Regions from separate parts of the Zea mays genome. Here region 2 is linked to region 1. A link is a contact called in public Hi-C data. All regions are on one chromosome and are shown on one strand. Each heading gives the region's core, a stretch centred on a gene start, on an enhancer-like site or on the middle of the called end of the contact. The rest is flanking DNA. Distances are from core to core; before and after follow the strand shown.

Region 1 (3,544 bases), core at 554-3,053:
ACGAGTCCGAGAGGTGGCCGAACACGCCCGCTCCTGCATAGGAAGAAAGATAATTGACCACGAGGCCCTGTCTAGATGAGAAACTAGCCCAGCCAAAGGTGAAAAGCCCACACCAAAGAGACGACTATTTTTTTTTGGTCTGCTTGTGGGTGAGCCAGGCCAGGCGGGAATGGAGAGGCCGGAGGCGATGGGCGAGGCAAGCCAAGCCAAGCCAAAGCCAAGCGAGTGATTGGCTGGGCGCTGAGCCGTGACCGTGAGACATCCTCCCCGTCAAAGCCGTCGTGGCATTTGGCGCGGCGGGGGGAGCCACGTAGCCAAGCTAATCCGCGCCACGCGTGCCTACGTGTCACGTCGCGCTACGCCGCTTCGCAGACCAATCGGTGGCAGACGAGACGAGGCACGGAGGTTTCGCTTTGTTTGCCTTCGGAATGCCTAGACATGACCAACCTGACTGACCACCGCATGCCTGCATATCAATTTCATTTTCCCCCATAATCCATTCATCTACTCTTATACTTATCCATCATCACATGAGAGTGGACATGCAAAGCTGGTGGAGTCAATAGCAGAAGATAACATGATAGCATATTGATTGACACGGCTTCATTTGTTGTGTTCTGAATTCTGATCGGATCTGACTTCCGGTCCGGGACTCTAACGCTAGTCCAGAGCCACAGAAAGGCGTAGTGGATGCTAGGTAGGATTAGGATCAGGCGAAAAGATTCCTCGGTATATCTCGTTTCGCCAGAAGCTGTGAACGTTGGGAAACTGCGTGCCTGAGCGGGACATCGAGACCAGACCGTTTTTAACTGTGCTTTGGACTCATTCGCTACGGTAGAATGCTAGATGTTGGAACAGAGACGGCTACCGGCAGAGAAAGCTACGGGACAAAGCCGACAAGATGCGCCGCACCTCAAGTCAAGCTGCGCGGCTGCACTTTTGTCTAAGGCTGCCGCCGCCGAAATGCTGTAAGAGAGGAGTAGAGGACCGAGGTAAAATGGCACTTGACCATCTCCTCATCCACCAGATCAGACCACAGCACATGTCCGGCATTCGTGTCGTGTCGTGTCGTGCATGTGGCCGATGAGCTGCTGAGCCCGCCAGAAGCGAAGCACTCACTCGACTCGACGGCCGCCGCACCTCTAGTTATACGCCTAATCTAAAAAAAACCATTTCCTTTCCAAACGACGAACACGCGGTCCGGAATGAATTCAGATACGCGCACTGACCGATCATGCAGCCGGCGAAGAACACGGCCTGGGCGAGGCCGACCTTGTAGCGCTCGCCGCAGACGAGCCCCCACTCGGCGACGGTCGACGCCGCGGCGCCGCCGGCCCACTCCCACCCGGCCGCGCCGGCGCCGGCGCAGGGGTCCCCGCACACCGCGCCGGCGCCGGCGCAGGACGTGGCCGGCTCACGGTCCGCGAAGATGATCACCATGGTGTGCAGCGCCTCCAGCGCCCACGCCGCGGACACCAACACGAAGTGCCGCAGCTGCCACCGCCCGAACTCCCCCGCGTGCGCCGACAGCGCCTCGTCGATGCTCACGCGCCGCCGGCCCTCGCCGCTGCTCTTCTGCTTCTGCTTCTTCCACGCCTCGCCATCATTGCTGCCGGCCGAGAGGAGCGGCTCCGTCGTCGACATGTCTGCCGCCGGCCACGCGCGTCCCGCCCGCTAGCTGCTTCTGCTAGCACCTAGACCTAGCAGTGTGTGGCCTTTTGCTCCTGTGTGCGTTCCGGGCGCCCAGTGCGCTCGCGGGACTCTATTTGTAGCTGTAGGCTGTAGCCGCCCCCCGGGGCCCGGACGGAGGCAGGCGTCGTGCGTCGTGATCGCGGGCGGCTATTTACTTAACGGGATCGTATCCAGTGCACAAGGGCCACGCCGTGCACAAATGCACAAAACGAAACCTGGTCGTCCGTCTCCCATCCAACGGCCGTCGTAAATTTGCAGATGAACCCTCCCGCAGCCTCCGTAGCTTGCCGAGTCTGTTTTGTGAAAAACCCCCCGCGCCGTCATGTCGTTGGATGGAAAATGGACGGCCAGATTTCGTTTTGTGCATTTGTGCACGGCGTGGCCCTTGTGGACTGGATACGATCCCTTACTTAACGGCGTCAGACTCTGGCTTCGAGAGGACGAGGGCGTCCGTCGCCGTCGCATAAGCCTCCGCGACTCTGGCAATGGACGGTTCTGATGCAATCATCCCGTTGAAGAACCAAAGCGTGTCCAGATACGACGCACCGGCGGCGAGGCTGTAATATGATTTCCATACTAGTTAAGGTTTGGTAGTTTGGTCAGTAATTATGTTGATGAATGGTATTATTGTATTGGCCCTTTATCTTTTGTATTGTTCTATTTATGTGTTTATGTGGATCATATCACTCTGAGGGATCCAAAACTTAAAAATTTATTTATTTATTTATTAAACTAGACATTTTACACGTGAATCAGTGACTCGTTTAGTTTAGCAGCAGTTTGCATACATACAAACCGTCCCTCCAGTTCTTCAGAGGCATTATAGGTACTTTATAAATAATCTATAGCTTTTTGGGACGGCGTGATTCTAAAAAATCAAGGGAGCGGTGTCGCCCTCCGACTCATCCTACCTTGACATCAAATCAAACACATCATTAAGCATAGCCATGGTAATTTTGGGTGCCACACTTCGATTAATCTTTGGTCATCTTATATGCATGTAACCTTTAATAGGAATATGTATAGTAGGTCCGCTCCTAGACACTGCTAGAGCAAGGAGTATAACGAGAATCAGAATGCCGAAGTAAAAGCTTTGCACATGGAGATTTATACTCCTATATAGCAATATAATGTACGGTTACTAATGACATCTTTCCTGCGAACTAGTGTTGGTATATTGTGCTTATTCATGTCGTAGATGCATGACGACCACTCTAGCCTTACTGATGCATATTTCAATGGGCGCAAAGAAACATTCATTTATCCTATCTAAGATAAAAATTTGATTCATATACCTCCCTCATCCCATAATACTTGATTTGATGTTTTAGAAAGACTAAAATACCGCTCAGAAGTAGGGATAGAGATGTATTGGAGAAGAAAAAATGTGTATTGAGAAGAGAAACGTATTAGAAAGTGAAAATTGCAGCTATTTTGTGACGAAATTTGAGTGCTATAAGATCAAGTATATGGGACGGAAGGAGTATTCAACATCAATGTAATCAAATATGTGAATCATTATTGTTTCCCATAGTGACCTAAGACAGGTGATCATTTATATAACATCTCTTATTCCAGCGTAATCAAGTATGTGAATCGTTATTGTTTGACATCATAACGTAAAATCAGGCATCATTGGATAACATCACAATGCTCATAATCCCACATTTACAGTTCAAAATAAAATGGGAATTATTTGTCCACCGGCAAAGCGTAGAGGACTTTTATTTGTCGAAAAGGGTAAGCATAGTATTTTTCTAGATAATTACCTAGAGCAGTGACGATCACCCAGGCTCTAAATAATTTCTAGACCCACCACTGCCTCCAGGGTATGCTATCCGTCACTCCATTG
Region 2 (3,544 bases), core at 538-3,037, 140 kb before region 1:
GTCATCGTCAAAAGCTAGTCTCGCCTTCACCTTTCCAAAAGGGGCGACGAGTTGTTGGAGTGCAGTGACCCTGTCCCCTAGCTTCTCCTTCCTAACCTGAAATTTGCATTGCACCAACATTCATGCACAACTTCAGTTATCTAAGATCCATCAGCTTGAGTTTAATTTCAATCATGATCCTATCGATACACGATCAGATAATAACATACCTAATGAGGTGAACGAAGTTCGTTTAAGAAAACCAATGCAAGTTGCGTACTATATATAGCTAGCTTCACCGCGTGTGTACGTAGTATACAGCAAGCAAAGATATATAGCTAGCTAGGTTTCTCTTCTACGTACCTTGAACGTTGGCAACGGCGACGGCGTCTGGAGCCTCGATTTCTTGAAGGCCGGCACCAGCTCTCCGTTTGCCTTCTTCTTGGTGATGATGGAGCTAGCAGACTCTCCTACTCCTTCCAACGCAGTCTACATATACACAGACATATATAACCACACGAAGGTTAATTACTCCTTATTACGTCTAGCTAGGCCGATCATATCGCCAATGTTGCCGTTGTCTTGAAGTAAATTAATGTTCGTATCTCAATTCTTAAGGCGATGCACATATGTGTACCTACCTTTAATGCAAGGGTTGCAGTAGCACGCGCCGCCGGCGATGGTTTCACAGAACGTACGCTGCTGCTAGCTTGGTCAGCCGGCGCCGGCGCCGGCGCCGGCGCCGGCGGCACGCCGAACCCAGCCGCAGCGGAAGGGTTCCAGGACGGCGCGTCGTTGGTGAACTGGAGTGCCTCCCTGCTGGCAGCTCCGCCGGCCGGTGCAAACGACCTCGCCTGGCCCATGCCCATCTGCTGGTACTGGTCATACTGCTGCTGGTACCCCGGCAAAGCCGGCTTCGCCGCGTCCGCTGTCGGCTCCATGAGGCTTCTCAGCAGAGACGACTGGAACCCGTAGGGTGAGGTCGTCGGCGACAGGAGCAGCTCGGCCTCGGAGCCGCCGAAGTTGGACAGCATCTGCTGGTGGTCCGGCTCTTGGTGATGGTGACCTTGTTGCAGGGCCAGGGCTAGGTTATTGGATGAAGGGTTCATGAGGCTTGATGCGGCCATGGGGCTCTGCTCAGTTGTCGATGAGCTCATGTCCTGCTGGTGACCATCTTGCAGAAACCCATGCAAAGTAGCAGCGCCGCTGCTCCTATATATGTTCGAACAAATATACACATAGATTTCAGAGCCATGTGATAGAGTATCTGATACTATAAATGATACTATAATTTTCTGGCCAATCGAGCCTATACTCTCTGAGAAGTAATACAATCAGACTTACAAATAGGGATGCCTCCAGTCAGCGCAGCCAGCAAGAGGCTGCTGCACCACGGCGGTTCCGACGCCGCCGGCCGGTTCTTGGAAGGTCACGGAGCTGTTGTTCCCGGGCGACTCCGACGAGGCGGTGGTGGCGCTCTTGTTGGCCTTTGCCCCCTCCGCCGCCAGGTCGTAGCTAGCAGCCAGGGCGGACGACCACGTGGTGAAGCCGCCGGCCAGCTCCGTCGAGCACGTGGTCGCGGGCACCGCCGTACTCCACCAGCCACCACGAGGGGCAGCGCCGGCGCCGTTGTACATGGCCGGAGTGGCATGCAGCATCTCAGCGTGATCCCCCATGTCGGCGGCCGACCGATCTGCTCCGTTTCTTGGCCGATGATAGATGTCGCGTGCGAAGCTAAGGGCGGCTAGCTAGCAAGTAGAGAGAGTGTGATGAGTGCTTGGCTGCTTGCTTAGCTTATTGGGTTGGGCAAGCTTGGGGGGGGGGGGGGGGGGGGGGGAAAGCTAGCTAGCTAGCTGAGCTGAGCAAGCTGAGCTGAGCAAGCTGAGCTGAGCTAGCTAGCCGCTGCAGCTGAGCTTAACCGGCTGGAGTCGTTATTAGGCGGTCTTCCGGCATTGCGTCAGATAATTCCGGTGCAACTGATCATGATCCGTCGGTAGTTCAACGACCCTAAGTGTACGTATAGCTAGTATCACTGCTACTGCGTCGCAGTGCTTCTCTGCATGCATCGGAAAATGCAACTTTATTATTCTTAGCTTTAGTTTAGCAGGTGGTGTTACTTCCTTTGTTTCGTAGGGCGTGTTTGCGACGCGTATGAGGCCGACTCGGGGCGTTCGGGTGAAGCAGACTGAAGTTAGTCGGTCTCAACTGATACAACATATTTTGTCATATTTTGTTTGTATCAAATAAGTTTGGTTCAAGTGAGTCGATGTTTGCCACCGTAGACAGCCAGGTTAAAAGTCACTTTTGTTTCTTGGAAGCAGCCACGAGGAGCTTGTTTTGCGCCACCGGCAACCGAGCTCAAAAAAACGGAGCCTGCCTTCGTTTCCTGGGAGCCAAGCTGAAGAGCCACTTTTGCACGCACAGAACCGAGCTCCAAAACAAGTCAAGCCACACAAACACATACGTTGTATCCCGCGAGCACAGCTAGACCAGCGGATCAAGGTCGCAAACGTGCCCGTAGTAACCTCGTAGGGTTAGGATATGGTTCATAAAAAATGAAAGTGGCATCTGTGATTACAATCTTCTCTGATCCTACAATTGTGATTTAAATCCTTGATTTTTTTTATTTTACCCCTTCATGTTGAAAAATGAAGTGTTGTCATACCTAACGCCGTTACGTGCAGTTAACATTACAAATTTGATGTGAAAAGACAAAAAATGCCTATACAATTTATTGTAATTATACCCCTTATTATATTATGTAATTGTGATTTTACCTATTTTGGGGTTGCGCCCATACAGAATATGAGGTTAGTTTTTTAACCTTTCACCCATTTCTTTTCGATTTTTTTATTTTTAATCACTAATTCTAATTTTCACTAATGGTGTTGAGAGGGAGGGGCAAACGATAGCTTTGTTTTCAAAACAGAGGGATAAAATCATAATTCTTTATTGTTGAATAAAGACGGGTAAAAATAAAAATGTGAAGTGATCGATCTAAAAGGCATTTGACCTCTAAAAAAAGCGAGTCTCGGTGATAGCAACGTAAGCAAATAAATTACGCCAATAAGATGGAATAATGTTTGATGGTTATTTGACCTAACCAGAAAGGGTCAGTACTAGTGATCGAACTAGAGTTAGCAAGCAAGCAGCACTACACTGCTGCGGCCGCACCTAATTCTTGTTTGTGTCTTTGTCTGCGATATTCTTCCCCCCGGCCTGACTGATTTATTATTTATACATATGCTACTAGGGGCAGTACTTTCTCAGAGATAATCGTTTTTTAACTCGCCATCACCTTTATTTATTCTACGTACTGCTATGAATTTCCGACCACAAGAATATGAAGTCGCCGGCATCGCTATCGTCGTGACGCCGCGAAATTACGTAGGTGCCCCATGGGCTGCGCGGACCAAATCGCTTGTTTTATAGCACGCCCTGTCGTTGTAGCATAAATAATGTTTGTCTCTTGTCGCTAACTTAAATAACGATGCGTGGTTCGCAGATATGATGAATTTAATCCAAAAGGGGAAAAGAAAAAAAAAAAGAGAAAAGGCCAGAAGCT

What was found. A called contact is a pair of places that touch in the nucleus more often than the background predicts.
Region 2: a Hi-C map of bundle sheath shows a contact between it and region 1, with 1.6 times the contacts expected there. The contact joins the promoter of LOC100286016 here to the promoter of LOC103642089 in region 1. A contact is called at or near these places in 3 of 25 Hi-C or Micro-C datasets (bundle sheath, ear and tassel).

Annotation. Positions count from the first base shown.
Region 1 is chr10:146,090,808-146,094,351 of Zm-B73-REFERENCE-NAM-5.0, reverse strand. LOC103642089 (organic cation/carnitine transporter 4) reads right to left here and starts at 1,803. Exons shown (of 3, transcript XM_008665410.4): 1 at 1,230-1,803; 2 at 1-33. The coding sequence starts at 1,644.
Region 2 is chr10:146,230,863-146,234,406 of Zm-B73-REFERENCE-NAM-5.0, reverse strand. It overlaps LOC100286016, which reads right to left and starts at 1,787. Exons shown (of 7, transcript NM_001158904.2): 1 at 1,324-1,787; 2 at 621-1,191; 3 at 343-468; 4 at 31-96. The coding sequence starts at 1,655.